Linked DNA regions of Columba livia: region 1 is linked to region 2. The links are chromatin contacts, called in public Hi-C maps. All regions are on one chromosome and are shown on one strand. Each heading gives the region's core, a stretch centred on a gene start, on an enhancer-like site or on the middle of the called end of the contact. The rest is flanking DNA. Distances are from core to core; before and after follow the strand shown.

Region 1 (5,630 bases), core at 2,002-4,501, 250 kb before region 2:
TGGAAATCCTTATTTGGGTGATCCTGTTGCTGGTTTAAGGGGAACAGCTTTTCCTCACAGGGACATAAGAATTTTCCTAAATAAGACAAAGCTTCCCTAACTAATTCCCTTGTACAATTGCATTAAATAGGATGTAAGCATGTTTCCACGGCTGGCTCAACCCCTGTGCCTGAAAAGGGTGCTGTCTCACTACAATGTAGAGCAAGAAGCCTTTCAGTTGAAGACGTGAAATCTCAGGCTTGTTGACCCCTTCTAAGCAGTCCACGGAAAACAAGCAGAGAAAGCCTAGCAGTGTGTTTGAATTTTAAGTGTCTACACATTCTTGAGAAAACTTCTCAGCACTGAAAAAAAAAAGAAAACCTGGTAGGGGTGGGAAAGCACAGTATTAGACATTTAAATGTCATATACAGCTAGCGAGCTGAGAGGTTCCCTGCTTCTCTCTTCCCCATACCCACCTTCACAGTGGTCTCAGGTGTATTTGGGAAGTGGCTCTGGGGCCACGGGGTAATGCCAGCTGTGCAAAGTCCCCCATCAGTGCTGCTGCTGCTGAGGGGGAAGATGGAGCCCACCACGTGGGTTTCACACGGACATCTGCGCAGTATTCCGATGCTGATGGCCACAAGGCCCCATGGGGCCCCATGGGCCAGCAGGGCTCAGCGCAGCAGCCCCAGCACCGCCTGCCACTGAAAGCGAGTTCAGTCTCCGGAGAATGCACTTAACCAGTTATGCTCTGTTAACAAAGGGAAACTGCACTTGTGGCACAAGCCCCCAGGCAGCCCTTCAGCTGAAGCAGCCACAGCAAAGCAGCTGCTCCCCAAAAGCAGCCCCAGGCAGCTCAGGAGCTCTTTCCTTCTGTCTGAGGGTCATGGAAGCACAGCAAGCACCATATCTCATGCTGTTCTGAAAAGGCTCATACTGATAAAGCTTTATAAGGGCCATTTCCTTGCAATGCAAGGCAAAGCGAGGTTTTCACTTCTTTATTTTTGCCCCTCAGACAGAGAACGTTTCTCTGCTTTCATCTTATGACCATAAAATAAGAGGCATTTCTCCCTCGCAGTTTCAGCTGCACTTTTTCTCACCAGGGCTGCGGTTGGGACAGTCCCTGCTGAAATGTTATATTTTAATGCACGTGCTCCTGCCACCTGCTTAACTAAGAGAACTTGCAAGAGTTCCTTCTGCCCTGTTATTTATCAACCTTACTGCTGACTCTTAATAAAAAAGACCTCCTTGTGCTTCAGCCAGGTCTGCTGGCTGCTGACGGGCTCCTGGGGCAGCCCCTGTGGGGTTCTGCTGCTCAGATGTGCAGCCAGGCCATGGATGCTGCTGCCTACGAGCAGCTTTGGGAGCTGCAGAGGAAAAAAGCTGCTGAGCAGCGGTTTGGTCACCTAGAGCAGGGAGGACGCACAGTGCTGCTCTCTGCACCAGCTAACATGTGTTGGGGAAACAGCACAGAATGTTGCCTTGTGCAGAGCCCTGCAGTCATTTCCCAGTGACCGTGCAGCTTTTGTGGGGTAGTCAGCACTATGCTGACACAAGAAACACTTATTTTCAGTTAATATTTTTCCTTCTCTCAGGCACCTTCCTGTCCTAAGACCCATCAGGCTGGGAGGAATAAGCGTGGCACTGCAGCTCCAAGTAAAATGCGCGTATTCTGCCGACATGGGGAGCAAAGAGTGGCCGTTCACTTCTGCCCCTGTGCACCCCAACCTCAGGTTTTACCCTGCCTTTCCTGGATTTGGGGAGACAGGTTGCAGGGACATGCACAGCAGGGTCCAGCCACAAGACTTAAACTCTCAACATGCAGACCCCGTCACTTAGAGGGAACGCATCCCTCCAGCTGAGAGATAGGAGGCATTTCACAGCTTTTCCCAGGGTCCCAGCAGCTTTCCCAAGGCTTCAAGGAGACCGAGCAGATTTTAAAAGCTACAAATGGGGCCACGATGGCCATGAAGCTGGTTCTTTGAACCACAGTGGGGATGCGTTGCAGACAGCAGGACAGCATTGCTGGTGGTGAACAGCAGTTCCTCGGGTGCAGAGCACCCTCTGGTGGGAAAATCGTGGTTTTCCAAACAAGAGCAAATCCACGCATAGCACAAGGCTGGGCTCTGTGAAGACCTCTTGGGAGGTGGATTTCCACCACACAGGGTCGCTTTGCTGGCAGGCCCCAACGCAACACGGCCCTTGTCCCCATACCCGCTGGGTCTGTGTGCCTGGTGTCCCTGCTTCCTCTCCCAGAGCTTCCAGGCAGATATCTCTTCTCCTTTGGCCACCACAGCCCCTTGCAGCTGCAGAGTCTCTCAGCTGGATCACATCACTGCCACATGCCAGCCCATGGCCTGGCTGGCACAGGGATGCTGCTGGCAGCAGATCTCACAATAAAAAGAAAATCTGTAAATAATCACTCATTGATCTTGAAGTCTTCATAGCTGTAATAACCATGGGGCTGGATGGGAGCGGATCACACTCCCCAGGCTGCCACAGTCCCCTTTGCCTTGGTCTTCATGGTTGTCATGCTCCCCGGTGAGGCTGTGGCTCCTTGGGGAAGGGAAGAGCAGCATGTGTCTGCCTGCATGTGTGCGCACCCCCTTTTCAGCATAATGGGGACTCTGCTCTGCCTGGGGTCTCGGGCTGCTCTCACAAAACAAGCAGCATACACAGATTGCAAGCAGGCCCCAGCAAAACAGGCACAGGCAGCAGTTCAGCACTTCCAGTCCCTGGCTAGTCAGGGACCTGCCACACGACACTGGATGTGCCCCATGATGCCATGTCCTCTGCCCCAGCTTCTACCTTAAAAGACCCACCAGCACCATAGGGGCAGGACCCATGGCCCAGCACTGGCTTGCTCAGCGCTGGTCCTGGGGCACACAGCTCCCCACAGCAGCATTCCCGTAAGTGCTGCTTCACCAAGCGACAAAGCCAGTGAAAAACAACGTGTATCAGGGGACTGGGGACATCTCACCCCACCTGGTGACCCTACATGGGGCTGTGCATGCATTCCTCATGTCTTGCAGGGACCACAGTCATCTGGCATGGTCCAGTTTTGAGGATGGCATGGACATAGAATAAAAAAGCAGATTCCGCCTCAAAAGCTCGCACTGTAAACACAGGGCAGGAGGCACCTCCTGCACTTCAGGCCATTTCCCTGCCCCTCAGCAAGCTGCTGCCCAAACAGTACTTTAACCCAGCTGTGGGTGTGCTCCCTCTTAAATAAACACAGGAGGTTCCCCAACACCTGTTCTCCAAGTCTCCACCTGCTCTCCAACACAACATTCGGTTCCCAGCACCTGAGAAATGCGTTTCCTTCCTCGCCTGGTTGTTTTGGCTGCCCTGGGCATTGCCACCTTCTTGAGCTGGAGGCTGCTTCTTCAGAGCACAGTCATCGACCAAGGTAATACCTGGGCACTGTGGTGGTTCTGTGTGACTGGCAACATTTCTGTACCATGGATTAAATTATCTGGAGCTTTTTTTGGAGGTTCTTAGTGGGCAAATGCTAACAAAATTGGAAATACTATTTGCAGAGCCCCAGGGAAGGGTAACCTGTGGAAAAAGCCCTTACTGTGAAGCCCTGCAGCTTTATGTCCTTAGTGGGGTCATTGGTCTCAGGTGTGGTGGGGAAAACAGGTGTCAGGCTGCTGGAGGTCACTCCTAAAAGCTTTGCTGGAAAGGGTAAAATGCTGTTGGGGAGGCAGGAGTAGGCTAGGAAATCAGTGCCCAAATAGAATGCATCCCTCCAGTCCCAGCCAGTCCAGGGTAAAGTCATCACTAGACTTTGCAGATGTTGTGGAACTGGGGCTGGTGGGTTGAAGAGCCACCCAGGACAGCTTCAGGCACCACTGCATTTCTTTCTGCACTGCTGGTGTTCTTTTCCTGGTGTTAACTGTTCTTCTCTTCCCTGTGTGACTGCTGCCCCAAATCAGTGGGAAATATTTAACTTCCCAAGGACCTGTGAGAAACCAGCAAACTCACTGTTCTCCTTGGGGCTGCCAAATGCCTGCACTGAGCAGATGAAGCAGGCGTGCTGCTGCAAAAAAAAATAGCAAGGCAGGCATTCATCCTCTGCATTCAAACCCTGTATGGCCTCTTCACATCAAAAATAAGATGATAAAGAGTAAGAAGGAAAGCTGAAATCTGAGAAATTAAGCCGACTATTATAGAGTCTTTTTATTTGCTTTTGCCTTTTATATTTGCTTTGTTGTCTTCTTGCTTCTGTTTGCATTTTGCTTTTTATTTGCTTTTGCTTTTTTATCTACTGGAGAAAAAAATTACACATGGACATGATGCAAGAAGTTACAACATTTGGATTCCTAAATTGCCTCAAGCCATTAAGAATAATTTCTTGCTTTTGCAAATATTTGATAGCTGATATTAACCAATTAACAGACACAAACAGGTTTGCAGGGGCTTTTGTATTTGTAGCTGCAAACCAATTTACTGCTCCTCCATCTTTCAGAACATTTCTCACTCTCTTTGTCAAACTCACCTCAGTGAAGCTTGGTTGAAAGTGAAGAGTTAAAAGCAAAAATTATGATTTAGTGAAGAACAGGGTCCATGTCACAAATCTACAGTCAAGATCAGTGCTCAGACACAGTGGTTTGGGGAAAGCAGGTCTTGGGTGTCCATGTGCTCACACATTCACAGGGACAGAAACCTGTTTCCCCAGCAAAACCAGGCTCTTTGACAGGCATGGTGAGGAGACCACTCCTGCCCTTCGCTCTTCGTTCATGTTCTGTCCTTTCCACACTGGAATAGCTGGAAAAGAGCCTGCCACATCATCCCATGCTGGGGCGCCAGCTTGGGGCAGAGGTCCACTATGGGTTTTCCTCACCCCTATCTTGAAATGGTGTTTCCCAGGTGACCTGGTCGCCAAGGCAGAGGAGGACTTCACTTTGACACTGGACACCTTCCTTCATGTTCAGCAGCTCAGGAAGAAGAGACTGAGAGCTTTCTGTAGCCGATCAGGCAATGCTACCGCGCTTCCGAAGAGCCGGGAGGAGAGAGCCCGCCTGCTCTCAAGTTTGAGGGTGAGCACCAAGCTGGACCTCCTCTACTGCCAAGTGCCATCAACAGGGGTGGAGGAATGGCAGGAGCTTTTAGAGAAACTAGAGGAGAAGGAAAACATCACTGTCCCGGTGCTGCTTCCCTACCCTCGGCGGCACATTTCAGAGGCGCAGCTGAGCGAGTTCAACCTGACAGAGGTAGAGGCTGTGCTGGCGTCTTACACCAAAGTGCTGTTCATCAGGGACCCTTTCCAGAGGCTGATCTCGGCATTCATGCAAGGCACGGGCAGCAGCCCTTCCTTCAGCAGCTTCGTTCAGGACGTTGTAGACAGCGGGCCGCACAATGCCAGCGCGACTTGGAGACCACTCGTCAGCCTCTGCCAGCCCTGTCTTATCCAGTATGACTATGTGGTGGCATTTGGCTTCCTCAGGCAGGAGCTGGGTCATCTGCTGCGGCGGGCCGGGCTGCCAGCAGACACCCTTCTCCCTGAGTTCACCGACACCCAAGTGCAGTGGACCTACAGCTGGTTATCAGAGCAGATGTTCAGCGAGCTGTCCCTCCAACAAAAGAAGCAACTGTCACATTTCTACCGCTGGGACCTTTCTGCATTCCCGTTTTCTAGCAGTTTGCTG
Region 2 (5,525 bases), core at 2,185-4,684:
TTACTCTTAACTGGGTTCTCTGTAACCACTGACACTTCTCATCTTTTAAGGGTGTTCTCTCAATTTGGCAGTTGTACTACTTCTGCATCTCAGAAAAAGTGGCAAGAATGTAATTTTTTTGTTACACAATGTAGAAAAATTGGTATCCAGAAAAAAATTTGCAGTGCTCAAGACAAGGTTTCCCCTGAATTTTATTTTTACAGAGCTAAACTTTTATGCTGGATACTTTTTCAAACCTTTTAAGGTTGGACAGTGGTCCAATAGACATATACTGTATCTGTGTCATTTATAGGATGGTTCCATCAGCCTACTGATAAATTTGTAGCAATTGCCTGAATGATTGGTGAAACGGTGAATACAAGATACTACAACGTCAGTTGTCTCAATAGACTGGATTTGAGTTTGGAGTTAAATCTACAAAATGCAGTCTACCACTTTAAGGAAATTACAGTGTTACTGGCAAACAGAAGACCTGCAGTTTCATTTATTGCCAGGTTCTCATATTCTTTGTGCAAGATCATAGTTGATGTTAAGCAGAGTCAACCAGAGATTCTCCTCTACCTAATGACATCCACAGGAGCATTGGGGGAAACAGCTACTTTGAAACTCTATCTCAGAAAGAATGGTCCAAACCTGCTCTAGAATCTGGTGGTACAAGGAGTGGATAGGTTATCCATCCACTTTTTGCTGATAGTAAATATACAGTAACTGAATTAACAGTTTTAATGTATCCTCCGGCTGTTCTAAAATGTCCAAAGCCCATTTGCCCATCAGAGACCCAGCACCACCTGCTCTAATTTAGCTTCTATATGTTCTGGTTTCGTATGTGGTGATTTCTGGCTGTCATTCTGTGTGAAACATGAAACTATAGAAATGTATAAGTTAATATAACATTTATGTGCGTTGAGAATTTACCCTGAATGTTTCAGAATATTGACACACACTTTGACCTGCAGGATTACAGCTGCTCAACATTTGAGGCATTCATCTAGGGAATAAAATGTATATAAGTATATTGATAAGCATTAGCTCAATGTAGCTCTATTAATTCCGTGCTGAGAGATCACTGTTTAATGATAAAATTCAGCAGGCTGTCTGTAGACCTAAGATGGTAGAATAATGTATTACTTGCTTAGTTTCAATAGGCTGCAGTATTACTGATGTAATGTTTCACTTTCAGCTAGTGTGTGCGTTCATCTTTATGTATTTAAGTAAATAGTGTGATGAGGTTTAGAATGGGAAACTTTCTAATTCTGCTTCATTTTATTTCTTAGCCAAAGTGAAAGAGAGGAATTTGAAACAGAGTTCAAACAGAAGTATGAACGAGAAAAGATTCTGCTAACAGAGGAAAACAAAAAACTTTCAAGTGAACTGGATAAGGTAAGTGCTGATTAGTTGAGTCCTGAGTTTACAACTATTGTATGCTATGTACAAATTTGACAATTTAGATCTGTATTGGTTGTTATTAACTCCTAATTGATAGCAGAAATTAATGTCACACGAAAGGTGATCATTAACATTTAATTTGAATAGAAAATATCTACCTGCATCTGAATTTGAGAATGCATCTGTGCACATGTATAGCTATACGTGTATGTGTATTTATGTGTAGGAATTAAGATGGTCTGACAGTTTAGTAAGAGTAATTTTGGATGATGTCCTAAGGAAATAAAAATGTATTTCATTGTATGACCCAAATATAAAAATACATAGTCAGTGATGTGATTACATGGGGTATATTTGCATGTCAATTACTGTGAAATTGCAGGGCCCCTCCCGCCTATTGAGGTTTAGTGTTACATTGAGATATTAAAAAAATACAAATGATAAGGCATATTAATTGAAGTGCATTGAGCAAGGAATAATTATGATTCGTGAATTTAGATTATCTTTTTATTGTTCATTTTGACAGATTATTCGAGTTCATTGTGGATTAGCCAAGTCTTGCTAAACTTGTCTGTTCTTTTTGTAATGCATTGAATTTTCTAAAAATATAATGAAAGTAGAGTGTTCTTCAAAGTAAGCATGTTTGCATGTCAGTGTTCAAATTAAAGTATATTTTCATACCAGTATAAGCAGTATACTATATATGCCTATATGGAGACTTAGTTCAAGAACACCAAGAGGCTAGTCACTTGGATAGTTTTTCAACATGGTCTTTTTATTTTTTATTTAAGTTTGATTAACTTTAAGGTTTTTTTGTCAAATGAGATTTAATAAATAGACATATTTAAATCATAAGCCCATTCAAATGATAATTTTGGAGTGGAGTACTCATATTAGGAGTAAAAAGAACAGACTAGATTAAAAATGGCTATTTCTTTCATAATTTTGATTTGTTACTATATTTCAGTGCTAAAGGAAGCTTTTCACATGAGATTCATTCTCCTAAGCCTTTCTGTAAAGTCTATCTGATCTCTGATTCCAGTTTCTGAATAATTATTTAGCATAATGAAGGTTTAGTTCCCAGTACCGACTCAGGTTAGCTGCGGCTTTTGTCTTGCAGAATATGCATGTGTGAATGACAGCTATGTGAACGCGAGTGAGGTTAATTGCTAAGTATAACATATTGTCCTTACAGATGTGCATTTAATTTCAATTTCCCTGTCTGCAAGTGAGTAAAATGAAAAATAGAGGAATGTGAGACACCTGGAGAATCTCAGGACTGACTTGCGCCTGTATCTGTTAAGCCTCTCATTTTCCATGGTTACTAAACAAGGGAAAGGTTCAGCATTTTTATCTGAGTTATAACGCAGATTTTGTGCCCCTGCTTTGCTCTTTTAATGTAGTTTTTTCTGTGTAGAACATTCCACACCTACATGGTGCAAAGCAGAAGGCTTCTAAGAGTTGTAGAGGTATTTGGAGACTAATTCTTAGGGAACCGATTAATTTGTTAGAGTAAAAATGTGTTTCTAGTCCTTAAAAATGGCCTTTCAGTAGAGCTAAGTTCATACATGAGAAGAGATTCTGGCTTTTATTGCTACTTGGTGTTTATTTTGGTAGTACCAATTTTTAAAGCAGATGTGAGAGGAGGGAACACCTGGCTTTGTATCTTCACAGAGAGGGTCTCACAGCAGCTTACACATTTAACCGGTTGTTTAAATTCTCATTCAGCTCACCACCATGTTTGAGAGGCTGAGTATGAATAACCGACAGCTGGAAGAAGAGATGAGAGACCTGGCTGATAAAAAGGAGTCCGTGGCCCACTGGGAGGCCCAGATTACCGAGATCATCCAATGGTGAATATTCTCTGCTCTGATGCCATTGCAGAACCCCCTCAGCATTTGGTAGGGCCGGTACTGAGCTTTTGCCTTTGCACATGGCACTTGCTAATGCTGAGGTGAAATCTCACGCTCATGGAGGGCTCTGCTGTGGTTTTGCTTAAGATTTTAATAATATCCAAATCTGAAAAATTGTTTTCCTCCTTGAGAGTGAAAGTCTCTTAGCAAATACAACCATTTAAAATGCAGAAGAGTCGTGGCCATTGGGTGTGGCTTGTGGCTTGGGCAGAACGCTGGAAGGAGGCGTGTGCTGAGCTCACGCCTCCAAGAAGGAACAAGCCTGGGAAAAGCAGTGGCTCAGAGTATTTGTGTCTCGGCATTAATTTCCTTCATCTGCTTGGCATGTGGCAGAATGAAACAAATACAGTGCGACTTTTATGTGATTTTTTTTTCTTTTTTTCACAAGAAGGGCATTCGAGACTACCACAAAGCCAGTCAAGTGATGTTTCTAATAATAATCATGCTAAAAATGACATTATGTTTCTAAAGTCTTCAGGCCAGTTCTAATAAATGAGGGGGGGGGGAAGAGTTGAACTTATTAAAAGGAGAAGATTGTTTTATCTAGGAGGCCTTTATTTTTCTTCTCCATGCCTGCTTCTCTTCCCTCCCCTTTTATGATCTGTTGCAGTGTTTAGCACCTATAGAAACAGTTTGCATCCAGACATTTTTTACAGGGCATCCACTTCTGGGAGGATTCCATCATTATATACTAATCTTCTTTTGGTTTACTACTTGATTTTAATTTTTTTTCCCCCATTTTTCCCATATCATGTTAGTGAAAAATTCTAATTTGTTGTGTCAAAGGAAAAATGGGAAACGTTTGTTTTAATGAAACCTACTTTGATATAATTGTAATGTCAGTATCATTTCATTGTCCAAATAATGAGAAGTTTGCCTTTTGAACATAGCCGTGTGAATATGTGACAAGAAAGAAGGACTGTCCTCTGAGTTTCTCGAAGTGTTCTAAACAGTGTTTGTTATGTGAAATTATGTAACACTGATCTGTGCTATGAGGTACAGAGTGTCTCAAGGCATTGTATTCATAGCAGAGGTTAAAAAATTCAAGGGGTCTGCTTTGTGAGTGCTCCTTTTAGATCCTGTCTCTCATAATTGAGTGTAGTAGATGGCCTGTGTCACAGAAATAAAAAAAAAAAATAAACAAAAAATAAAGAAAAAAAACCCCATAAAAGTTGTTTAAATGAGCAGTTCATTTATAACTAATTAGAAATGTTTATGCAGAATAAAATGTGAAGGTAACAAGAAAGACAAGTCTGTTATTTCACATAACATATTGTTTTAAGGTAACGCTTATCTGTCTTAATTCACCAAGGTAACCAAACTCGTTTTTTCAAATTTACATGTGAAACACTCATAAAACTTGGCAGTTCTGGAAAAAGACAAGTCAGAATTAGTTGTGGATTGTTTTACTTAACACTTTGTAAAAATGTACCTACAGCCATTAAGAATGTCCCTTCTCCAGTTTATGAGGGTATTTAATAATTCTAAGATGTACTACTGATGTGGTTCAGGTATATGACAAAGCGTCTTGCATGTATTAGAGATGTTGCTGAGGGGTAGAAGAGGTTTGGCATTGAGGTTTTTGTTATCTCTAAAGATACTTGAAGAAAGGCCAGGAACGTGCAAGACTTTCTGAATGAAAGATACCATTTTACTGATCTCTTATGAAAATATAGTGTCTTTCAAAAAGTATGGAACTAAAAATTAAAGAATTATGTGGAAAGCAAAAGTAGAAGTACTGTGGGCAAATATTAGGGAGATTAAAAAAAAAATCTGGCTTGGTTCCAGTTTTTAATCAGTGTCCACATCTCAGTTTTTCCCCCATACTTCTCTCTGCTTATGGTAATTTTTTTCAGCTATGTGAGGCCATATCTTAGCTCACTTTTTTTTCTTATTATGTTTAGATTTTCTATGTGTCACCCAGATAACCTAGTAATGTCCATCTACTGCCCTTAGAATTAAGTACTGCATACTTAAACTAGGTCCCACTCTGGGGATTTTTTACTTTGGGACATGGGGAGCTATATGAAGTATTTAAACATCTCTGGTAATGATAAACATTTCAACAGGAAAACAAACAAAACAAAACTCACAAATCTTGAAGAAATGTAATCCTACTTAGTCACAAGCCTAGGTTTTCTTCTGAAGAACATGCAATTTAAATCCATACCTACCTATCTCTTCAATATGACAAAAGAATGAAGCTAACAAAGTGTGGTAGAGTTT

The links. Hi-C and Micro-C count contacts between places; a contact is called where the count stands out from the background.
Region 1: a Hi-C map of liver shows a contact between it and region 2, with 3 times the contacts expected there. The contact joins the promoter of LOC135579136 here to the enhancer-like site in region 2. A contact is called at or near these places in 2 of 2 Hi-C or Micro-C datasets (crop and liver).

What each region holds. Positions count from the first base shown.
Region 1 is chr3:103,338,360-103,343,989 of bColLiv1.pat.W.v2, reverse strand. LOC135579136 (carbohydrate sulfotransferase 8-like) reads left to right here and starts at 3,251. Exons shown (of 2, transcript XM_065058647.1): 1 at 3,251-3,388; 2 at 4,852-5,630. The coding sequence starts at 3,292.
Region 2 is chr3:103,086,465-103,091,989 of bColLiv1.pat.W.v2, reverse strand. CDC42BPA (CDC42 binding protein kinase alpha) reads left to right here. Exons shown (of 39, transcript XM_065058633.1): 15 at 1,275-1,380; 16 at 3,115-3,239. Among named protein-coding and RNA genes, the nearest start is that of COQ8A, 110 kb to the right of the region's middle. Within about 2 kb of position 3,434, at least 1 of the 3 cell types and tissues checked has an H3K27ac peak away from gene starts, as active enhancers do.